2 separate regions of the Nothobranchius furzeri genome follow, and region 1 is linked to region 2. The links are chromatin contacts, called in public Micro-C maps. All regions are on one chromosome and are shown on one strand. The core of a region is the stretch at or near the end of the contact, and the rest is flanking DNA. Distances in the headings are between cores, read along the strand shown. Region 1 has its middle 55 kb from the start of fhl3a. Region 2 holds the start of utp11 (UTP11 small subunit processome component).

Region 1 (5,419 bases), core at 594-3,093, 66 kb after region 2:
TGACCTTCAGCTCTTGCTGGGTAGGTTCGTGGCCGAGTGTGAAGCGGCTGGGATGAGGATCAGCACCTCCAAATCTGAGACCATGGTTCTCAACCAGGAAAGGGTGGCTTGCCAACTCCGGGTATGGAAAGAGGTCCTACCTCAAGTGGAGGAGTTTAAGTATCTCGGGGTCTTGTTCACGAGTGAGGGTAGCAGGGATCGGGAGATCGACAGGCTGATTTGTTCAGCGTCTGCAGAGATGCGGACGCTGAGCCGATCTGTCGTGGTGAAGAGGGAGCTGAGCCAGAAAGCCAGGCTCTCGATTTACCGGTCGATCTACGTCCCAATCCTCACCTATTGTCATGAGCTTTGGGTAATGATCGAAAGAACGAGATTGCGGATACAAGCGGCCGAAATGAGTTTCCTCCATAGGGTGGCCGGGCTCAGCCTTAGAGATAGGGTGAGGAGCTCGGACATTCAGGAGGGACTCGGAGTAGAACCGCTGCTCCTCCGGATCGAAAGGAGTCAGTTGAGGTGTTTTGGGCATCTGGTCAGGATGTCTCCTGGACGCCTCCCTGGGGAGGTGTTTCGGGCATGTCCTGCCGGCAGGAGGCCCCCGGGTCGACCCAGGACACACTGGAGAGGTTACATCTCCAATCTGGTCCTGGAACGCCTTGGGTTCCTGCCGGAGGAGCTGGTGGAGGTGGCCGGGGAGAGGACGGTCTGGAGCTCCCTATTTGGGACGCTGCCCCCGCGACCCGGACCCGGATAAGCGGAGGAAGACGACGACGATTATGAGATCTAATATTTTCTTGTTCTGTTGCTCACAAATTCCTGGAAGAAGTCATTTCAAAGTCTGAAAACAAAGCAGCACGATTCAAAAGCAGCTTAAACAGACATTATGTTGCCTGACTTGTACATGATGGAGGACGACAAGGTATATCGCGTTGGAGTGCGAAATGGAAAAGGAAAGCTAACGGTTACCTGGGTGCAGAAACGGCACGCAACATAAATAGATGATTTTTACCCGCAAGCTTGGCAGCATATCGCGTCCCACCGGAAGTGTTTCAGAAGCGAAACAGCAGCGTTCCGCACAGCTGGTCCCGCTAGGTCACGAAAGGGCTGGAGAATTGCAAGACCATGTGGTTTTTGGTATTTCACAATATAACAAGCAAGAAGAATGGCAGCGTGCATCCGAAAATATATGGTTTATTTTATGTTTTGCGTATCATGGCTATGCAGATTTCACAGGAAATGAGGTACTTTTTATTATTATTATTATTATTATTATTATTATTATTATTATTATTATTATTATTTACCAGCTAAGCAACTAGAAATCAGCGCGTGACTTATTGTGAAAGTTTTGTGCACTGCTTTCATGTAACCCCCTTGTACCTCCGCAATTCAGGCTAACAAAATAAAACTTAGGGATTTAGATTCCATTTTAGATCATATACCACATCTTTGTGAGGATGATCAAAAAGTTACATCTCATAGCTAACTGCGTTTAGCGCAAAGCTTCCAAATTTGTTTAAAATGGCTAATGAGCTGAACTAGCCACTAGCACAGGGATATCTACAATTATTCTTTTAACACACCTGGACTTTACACTACTGATGCAATGAAGCTGCTGTGGGATCTCTTCTGCATTGAGTGGGTTAATGCTGAAGGATCGTCCATGAAGATGAACAGATGTTCAGTTTATTCTGACAAGCTCAGGGTGGGCAATCCCGGCCCTCGAGTGATGCTTTCCAGCAGGTTTTAGTTGTTTACTTGCTCCAACACACCTGATTCCTGGATTAATCACCTGTAGGACAGCTCACCAGGCTCTGCAGAAGCCTGTTAATGTGTTTAAGCAGAGAAACAAGTAGAACCTGCTGGATAGCGGCCTTCGAGTACCGGGGATTGCCCACCGCTGGGCTGGGCAGGTCTCAGGAGGAACAAACCGTTTCTAAATAACTTTTATACATTTGTCATACTTGATGAGATCAGTAAACATAAAAAATACCTTCTTTGTCGCTCCAATTACATTTTGCATACTTGCATAAAACACATAACTTGGTTACAAAGGCATACAAGTCATTAGATGGCAATAACTTGTTCGTGTCTGGACATGTGAGGCAGATATTTAACTTTTTTATGACAGATCATGAGACTTTGGCTCCACCAAACTCCCTTCATGGCTGTTGCCTCCAGTGTATTTTATCAGCTGGAAACTGCTACTGTCCTTCTTTCGTCTACCTGTGCAGCCTACAGTGCTGCATGTGTTAAACATGCTAAGTTTTTATTTAGCTACACTTACATAACTGACAGATAAAAACAACAGTGGTCAGTGGGGATGAGCCATCTTCTAACGCTCCAGCCAGAACCTGGGGGCGAGATGTTGAGCGTGTGACATCACACGTCAAGGGGTCTATAGAGGCTAAAAGAACGGTTTCTGATTGTCTAGTTTCTGCACCTTTAAAGACAACATTGGTGCGTCAGTCACAGTTCAGTGATGCTTCAGTGACAGAGGAGACTTAAACACTGAGGATGTTGAAGAAGACTGCTGACAGGAGATGAAGAAGCTGCTGATTTGCTGTTCAGCTTCAGTAAAGTTAAGCTTGTCATGAAAAGAAATAATTCCTGGTATTTGTGAGAATTAAAGAAGCAGAGGTGAAAAAAGGGTGAAGAATAAAAATGGAAATTTGCTGATGGTGTGTTTTTTTTTCCACTGGTGTCACATTTATATTCCATTAGTTGCCCCGCTCTTCTTCTTGAGCAATCATGTCTGCTGTCAGCCATGCGGCTCAACTGGAGTCACTGTTTAGAGAGGAGATGGTTGTCAAACTAAAAGTTTAAAGAACCGATTGACTGAGTGTGATTAGCTTGAATTCAAATGCCAAACAAATTTTGCTGTAGAAATCCAGAGAAAGTCATCAGTTTACAATGAAATAATCACCTGATTGTTTTCTAAGATAAGAAAACAAATAAAGTTCATTTACTCAGGAAAAACAGACACAAAAACAATGTTAATGATGTTCAGGAGCCATTTCAAAGTTGTGATTGTTTGATTAAAATGTTTGTTTTCAAAAAATGTAATTCATAAATATTGCACATGATTTCGGCCATTTTTAACATCTTTAAGTGACACAAGTGAATGAATGAGCCGGATCTAGATGAAGTTAAATGTCGGCGTCACTAAAGCTACTTTTAGCTAAAGTTAAAAAAAAAGTTTTGTTTGATAAACCTGGAAAGAACTTATCACCTAAATGTAACTTCCATCAACCCTTTACCCTTTCTAAAAATGTACCTCCACTACCTTTGTTGTTGTTTTCAGGGTGTTAGTCATTATCAGAACTTAAACCGGTCATTTAAAAATATGTCGTTTTTTTTAAGTATGTAAAGTTTTCTTCATACAAACTCATTCCTGGCTTGATTTATTTAAATGATGTTGTGATTTATTTTAAATTTTTTTGTAAATGGTTCCCTCTTGTGGACTTTTTATTTATCACAAGCAAAGGACAAAATGACAAAAAGATTTCTAAATAAATATTCATTTTAAGCAAGAAATGTAATTTCACCCAAAAAGTTCTGACCCTGTTTTCCTTACTTTTCAGTGGATTACTTATTTAATCAATACATTTGAATGAATGCCTTGCAAGTCAAATATACTGGTGCACCGCTGACCTAAAAGTTTCCCACATCGCAGCGCTTAAGACGGCAGGTTTTGGAGTCTTACTTCGTGATATTTGGACATCTTGCCCCGGAATAGATAACAGCAGCACAACTCTACCACTGATTTGCAACTGTTTTATCTCCACAAATGACACAAGCCAGGAGGTGTTTCTGCCATGTGATGGTGCTGCTAATGCTAACGTTTAGCTTAAACTAGCTGAGATGTTCTCTGCTGTCTGCCAACATTAAAACAACAACCTTCCCCATTGTGGGTCAAGATAATTGAGTTCATGAACACTAAGTGTGACTGATTATAATCAGACAAAACATACAGTAAAAACTGGTTTTTCAGCCAACCACACCTTTAATGTAATGAATAATTCATATGTTTACATTCTAAAATTAACTCAAAGGACACTTTCGTTAGTTATTAAACTCATTTAATGCACATTGATGAAAATCATCCTATTTTATGATAATATGATATTTATATACATTCACTTTTTTGGGGCTGCTTTGTTTTTGCAATAAAAGTGAAAGTTTAATAGATCATCCAATAAGTTTTGTTGTAAGTCACTAAAAAGCACCTTATATGATCTAAAATGGATTTTTAAGATGATATTTTCTAGTGCAGTACTGATTCAGTCCAAAAGAGGACAGTGCAATTCAAGCATTCTGCCATCCTAAACTTTTCTGCAAACTTGGGACATGTTGTTAGAATACATTAAGTAAACAAATGCATTGAATTTTTTATTATTTTCATTAGGTCATAAAACTAAGTTTAGGAATCAAATTCTCTCTTTTTTTATTTGCAGTGTGAGCAGGCAGCTTCAGCTGCACAACACATTTTCTGTCACTAAACATGCAGCTTATGTTCACAGATTAAAGTGAGCTCTTCCTCAGCACGCCACTGAGCTGTTATAGTTTTGATCTCAATTTCAGGGTGATGTATAAATCTTTGAAGTATTATTAGATGCAGATTCGTATTTCATCCATTTTCTTATTTCAGTTTTGGCTTATTTAGACATTAAATAGCGTTTTTGTTTTGCTGTTTTTACAAATATCTGTTGCTGATCAAACAGTTCAGTGCTGATGCAGAATTCTCTGCTCTGCTCTCTCTGGAGAGGACATTTTCTCTTTGTAGGCTTCCAGATTCAACCCCTCAGATCTTGAGCCATGAGGAAAAGTCGCTTGAGGGGATTTAGATGTGGAAATGATCACAAATCAGCCAGATTGCTGATGGGACATCAGCACATTCCAATCTTAAAAGCTGAGAATGAGAAACCATGATAAACTGTTGGTAACTTAGACATTTTGGTGGTCCCAATCCCGAAAGTGTATTATTCACCAACATGGCAGCAGTGCAGTTTTATGAAAATTTTCAAACTTTGATGTCTCGTGAAACTTTACTTCAACCCATATTTCCACCATTAACCTAATGGTCCATTCCCATCTGTACCGGGTCAGCCCGGGCCGGGTAGCGTAGGTTGCTTACATATCTGGGTGGCCTGGTATTTTTCCGGGCCAACCAAGGCTCATTCTCAGCCCTCTTCTCGAGGGGGTCTGCTTCAGGTCGACCAGGGCCAACACACCCAGTGCTGACAGCAAATTCACACCTTCCATTAGAGCAAGCCTCTGATTGGTGGGTAGAATCAGCCCACATGGGCTTAAGACTAGGATGTGTGGAATCAACCGGGCCAGGCTGGGGCCGACTGGGGCTACCCGGCCCGGGCCGACCCGGTACAGATGGGAATGGCCCAATAGAAAGGAAATGGACAGG
Region 2 (5,297 bases), core at 268-2,767:
GACGTTCCCTGCTGATTCTGGACACTAAAACAACAGCCTTCCCCAAAGCGAGTTAGTATGGGTGAGTCCAAGCGACAGCTAGACGTGGTTCTGGCAGGCTTATCAAATCCTAGAGTTTCACCATCTATTTTCTATCAGAAGCTAATGCAGGAGATAGGTGTAGGAGACTATTTTCAAGTTTGGCCTGCATGTAAACTCATAGTGATGGATTATAATCAGAAATTATCATAAAAATATTTTTTTCAGTGTCCTAAACCTTAAACATACAAGTTGAGGGTCCATCAAAAATACCAAATGATATCAGAAATATCCTCTCACACCTAAAAACCTTCAGTCATTTTGACACCGATGATGTTAAAGACTTTATTTAATTGAGACAGTTTAAGAGAGATGTCAATTTTGTGTAAGATTTTAGAAAAGTAATGTTAAAAATGATGTTTTAGTACATCTTTGCTGGATTTTCAGCTACAAGTAGATCTGATTATTACACAAAAGGTTTTGTTTTAGAGTACCGATTTCTGAATAATGATTTATCAAACAAAATCAATGTAATACTTTGTGAAGTATTGAAACTATAAATGGTAGTTAGGAAGATAAATTAATATTCTGTTCTAGTAATTATTTCACTGATTGTGCGTAAACCCCATTGACTGCACAGTACACGTTAATCATTGTCATCACACCTTCGCCTCTGCAACTCTTTTCATCTCCACATATTTGATATCCTGCGTTCTCATCACTTTCTTCTGCTCCTCCGTCACCTCCACCTCGGCTTTCTTCATCATGTGAACTCCATCCTGTCAACATCCCAAAGACAATGTCGATCAAATGACACGTTCAAAGAATGGCTTCACATGAAAGTGATCCTTAAATTATTTTTTTACCTCCAGTTTGGAGCTGATCATCTTGAAGTAAAACTCATCCGGGTTTTTATCCAGAGCTTTTTTCCTCAGGGCTGCAAGGGTGTTTTGTTTCTTGTGATAGTCACTGTTATAACAGAGTTTATGTCAGCTTTATTAAGCCACGGTTGGCAAAACCACTTTGAAATGAAATTTAAACAGAAAACTGTTCAACTCACTCTGCTCGGAGTTTGTAATCTTTCTTCTTCTCCAGCAATCCCAGATTTTTCCTGAAACCAGGCTGGAAAAAAACACGAAAGTTGACACGCTTTTTAAAATGTAATATTATGTCTAATTAAAGTGTAATATGATTAAAAACACAGTCAGTCGTGATTAATTTAAGTCTAAACTTAAATATTAGGTTGCCAGTTTGCTTGTTAGCAAAGCAGCTAACTAGCAAAACACTAAAGTGCTCACCTGAGATCTTTCATGGTGGTTTCTCTGTCGGGACTTCAGCGCTTTCCTAAACGAGGACATGTTTGAACGTCTCCTCAAATGTATTTCCCCTAAAATCAAGTCAACTCAGGTAAATGTGAAGGTTTTCTGACATAAAACACACAGTTCACTGTAACTGCAATTAGCTTCCGGTGCTTCCATGAGAACACATGGGTGTCTGCCTACGTCACAACGTATTTTCTTTTTCAGGGTCGCAGATTCGCAACGTCTAAATAAATGAAATGTGTAAAAAAGTTGAACTAATAAATTGTTTGTACATAAACGCCATACTACTACTTTAAGAAGTCGAATTTTTAAATAAATATTTTCTGTGATTTAAATACATTTTGTAAGTGCAATGCGATTTCTCATAAAACCACTAGAGGGCAATGTCGCTCAAATATGTTTGTAGTTGGATTTGCATCAAGTTAATCACATAAATTACAGAAGCATCAGGTACTTTCGTAAAGGATTAACGTTTGATGTTATTAAGAAAATAAAATTTTCTGCGTGGAGTTTATGAAATAAAACTAGGTAATTATTTTGAAAGTCAACAGAAAACTTTGTATTTAAAAATAAATAAAAAACATTTTAAATAGCACTCATTGGTTTTAGAATGAGTGCATACAGTAATATGGGGGGGCTTCTGAATAATGTGTATAGAACAAGTATCAGAGAAATGCAAATGATCCCCAGACTGGTTGGCCTTTCCTCATATTATGTTTATTTATTTAGCAGATGCTTTTATCCAAAGCGACTTACAATTTATAACCTATAGGGCATGTTGTGATCTGTGGGGGAAACCGGAGTACCCGGAGGAAACCCACACATGCATGGGGAGAACACGCAACTCCACGCAGAAAGGCTGCAGCCGAGTTTCTAACCTGCAACCTTCGTGCTGCGAGGCAACAGTGCTAACCACTTCGCCACCATGCAGCCCATATATTACCTTGTGTTACTGGGTTTAGTGCCTTAATTGTAGCAAAGATTTTTTGTGTTTTCAATTCATTTATCACATTGGAAATTTTTAGTTTAGGCCTAAAGTTTTTCTTAAAGTTACGCAATTTCAGTTCTAAATCCATGCGTAAGTCCTGTTGCAAATTTTTTTGGGTTCTACAGGTTTTTTTTAATGCATTTAACTCATGTGGTGTCTCTGTTTTGATGCCTTTTCAAACCAACAGACCTTGAAAAAAAGCATAAGAACTTTTGGTCAATCGTGCAAACTCTCAAACAGAAAACAATCTACAGATTCTCGAGGAATCACAAACCCCACAAGTACTCGGATTACTCTAAGATGAAAGGAAGGCATATCTACACATGTTGTTTTTGTCTCCTAAGAAAGTACAGAAACACAAAAGATGACCAGGGGGTCACCGCTTTACCCTGGGAGAAAACGCTTTCCACTTCCTGAGATGATATTGCGGTACAAGTAAAGACAAAGGCAAAACCACAGCGGCGCAGTCCGCTAATCTCACCCAGACCTCCACCTCTTTGAGACAAAAGTGATGTTCCACTAAAAGCCTCTATCTGCTTCCAACCTCAAAGAATCTGTCTTGTATGTGTAAGATGTGCCTGGCATGCTTGATGTTTTGTGAGCGATGATCCATCTGAATGAGATCAGTGTTTCCACATTATGTCACAGGCTGGTTTATCAGTCTGGGTCCTGAGAGCGTTTCAGCCTTCCGTCAGGTCCATTCAACCACAAACGTGTTTGAAAAGGCAAACACGGTCCGTATTTACATGTCACATGTCCACACTCCGACTCACTGGGCTCCGTTCTGTTTAATGCGTGTGAGTATTTATCGTTGCAAGTGAAATGCCTGGTGAGCCACAGCGGGGGTAAGCACTACTTTGGAAATCAGAGGCTTGTAACACGCTGATGCAAGAAGGCAGCTCTGGAGCTTGTGGGTTTGTTCAGGGTCAGCAGCGGAGGAATGCCCTTGTGGAGCAGATGCAGAACCACTTGGTTTGCTAATATGACCCTGTAAAAATAACACTGCTGACATATTGTAAGTCTTCTTTTCTCGGGCTGAGCTAAGGACTTTGGTATGTTTCCTCAAACTTTGGTTGGTCTTCATCTCGAGCGAGCTGCCAGGCAAGCCCAGTCCCAAAATGCACACACCAAATGTTCCTCTTGTGTGGTTGTTTAACTCTTCTGTCTTTAACTTCTTCTGATGGTTGATGTGGAAAGTAATAAAGTCCTAAATCTTTTAAGTGTTTGTACATTTTGATGCTTTAGGAAACCTTGGAGCTTTGAATGCTACAGCAGCTCATCACTCCACTGACTGAGACATTAGAAAGGGTAAATAATGAAATTAATCAAAACACAATAGTATATCAACATTGTGGATTGGGATTTGATGTTTGCGATTTTGATTTAGAACCCAGTGATCGATATGAAACGATGTTACAAGTGATTTTCTCCATTACCTTTTATTCTCACTGCTCGCCCCGCCACGGGATTCTATTAATTTTTGCATTTTGTCTTGATGACCAAATAATCGACGTAGATGGGTGTTTTGTTATACTTCTAGTCATTATGATCTGATTAGAAAAAAGCTTGCATTTAAGTTTATTTTCTCTATTTTCATTACCATCTTGTCGTAGATCCAGGCCCGCTAATTGGGGGGGGGGGGGGGGTAAAGTAAAAAGTAAAAATACTGTATTTTTTTGGGGGGAGGGTCCATCAATGATAATCTCATCCCAGGCCCATGACGTCTCATCCCAAGGCTTTCAGCTTCCCTTAATAGTGCTAAAATGCTGTTGTTTTGGGGAGTTTTCCCCTCCACTGTCGCTACATGCTTGCTTAGTATGAGCGATTATTGCAATGTCTCTGGCACCTCTATGCAGTCGGCTGGGTGTCCTTGGCTAATTGGAACAATTAATTGACCTCAATGCACTGATATATAAGTTGAATTGTAATGTTTACTTCATAACCGTCTCAGTGGCCTAGTGATGGAGTGTCCATTCTGGGGGCGGTGAGCTCGGGGTTCAAATCCTGGTCGGGTCGTACCAAAGACCTTAAAAATGGGACCCAATGCCTGCCCGCTTCACGCTCAGCTTTGCTGCAGCTCACCGCTCCCCATGGGGATGGGTCAAAAGCGGAGATGTAATTTCACCAATGTGTGAGCACTCACAACCAAATCCAGCCTCTCATAGTCAAGTAGGGTCAGAAAATTTACAGCTTCTGCAATCAACCAATGAAAATAAACCAAGGGAGTGTGGTGAAAAACTAGTGACGAGTCTACAATGAGAGTTAGCGGTAGCAACATTAGCAACAATGGAAGCTGTAGTTACAAAATAGCAAGGCAAAAATGATGGGGCCCTCCTTTTTGTACTTTGGGTCAGAGTGTAATAAAGACCCGTTAACGCTACTGCTTTTACACCTTTACATCGTGCTCGTCTTCAGTGACTGTCGGCTTTAATGACGTACGCTGTACCAGAGCAATGCTTTCCGACGCCCTCGGTAAAACTAAGATTTTACCAAATTGTGACCTTTACCCTCTTCCTATTTAACCTTCCCCTCTCCCCCAAACTAACCTTAACTCACTTGCACATGCAAAACTTTGTTTCTAGTCGTGTCGTTCCTCTCAAGCGCGGTTAACGGGAGATTTGGAACGAGAAACTGGGTCAAGGTTACGATGGGGGTGCGGCGAAGGTTAAGTCGCTAGAAGTTAGAGGTTGAATGTCAATAAAATGTCAGTTTTACCGCGGGCATCGGAAAGCGACGCTCTGGCACAGTGCATTTCCTCACGACACGTTGGGAGCCCCAACGCACCGGAAACAAACGCTTGGTCACCCTTTGTCATTTTTAGCCACTTCGGGTGTGAGAATGCATGGATTGCACAACATGGATGCCGTCAGAGCTGTGCTCGCGTTATGATTCGTCCAAGTGCTTTTTCACTTTATACTCCAAAACTTTCATGGCGGTTAAAACGAAGAGTCGGAGTACCCGGCCCGGAG

Evidence for each region. A called contact is a pair of places that touch in the nucleus more often than the background predicts.
Region 1: a Micro-C map of tail fin shows a contact between it and region 2, with 16 times the contacts expected there. The contact joins the enhancer-like site here to the promoter of utp11 in region 2. A contact is called at or near these places in 2 of 2 Hi-C or Micro-C datasets (skeletal muscle and tail fin).

Annotation. Positions count from the first base shown.
Region 1 is chr5:70,573,693-70,579,111 of NfurGRZ-RIMD1, forward strand. No RefSeq gene overlaps it. Among protein-coding and RNA genes, the nearest start is that of fhl3a, 55 kb to the left of the region's middle. Within about 2 kb of position 1,844, at least 1 of the 3 cell types and tissues checked has an H3K27ac peak or open chromatin away from gene starts, as enhancers often do. A contact at or near this core is called in tail fin, where this site is marked.
Region 2 is chr5:70,507,821-70,513,117 of NfurGRZ-RIMD1, forward strand. utp11 (UTP11 small subunit processome component) reads right to left here and starts at 1,518. Exons shown (of 8, transcript XM_015950060.3): 1 at 1,317-1,518; 2 at 1,079-1,140; 3 at 885-987; 4 at 684-797. The coding sequence starts at 1,376.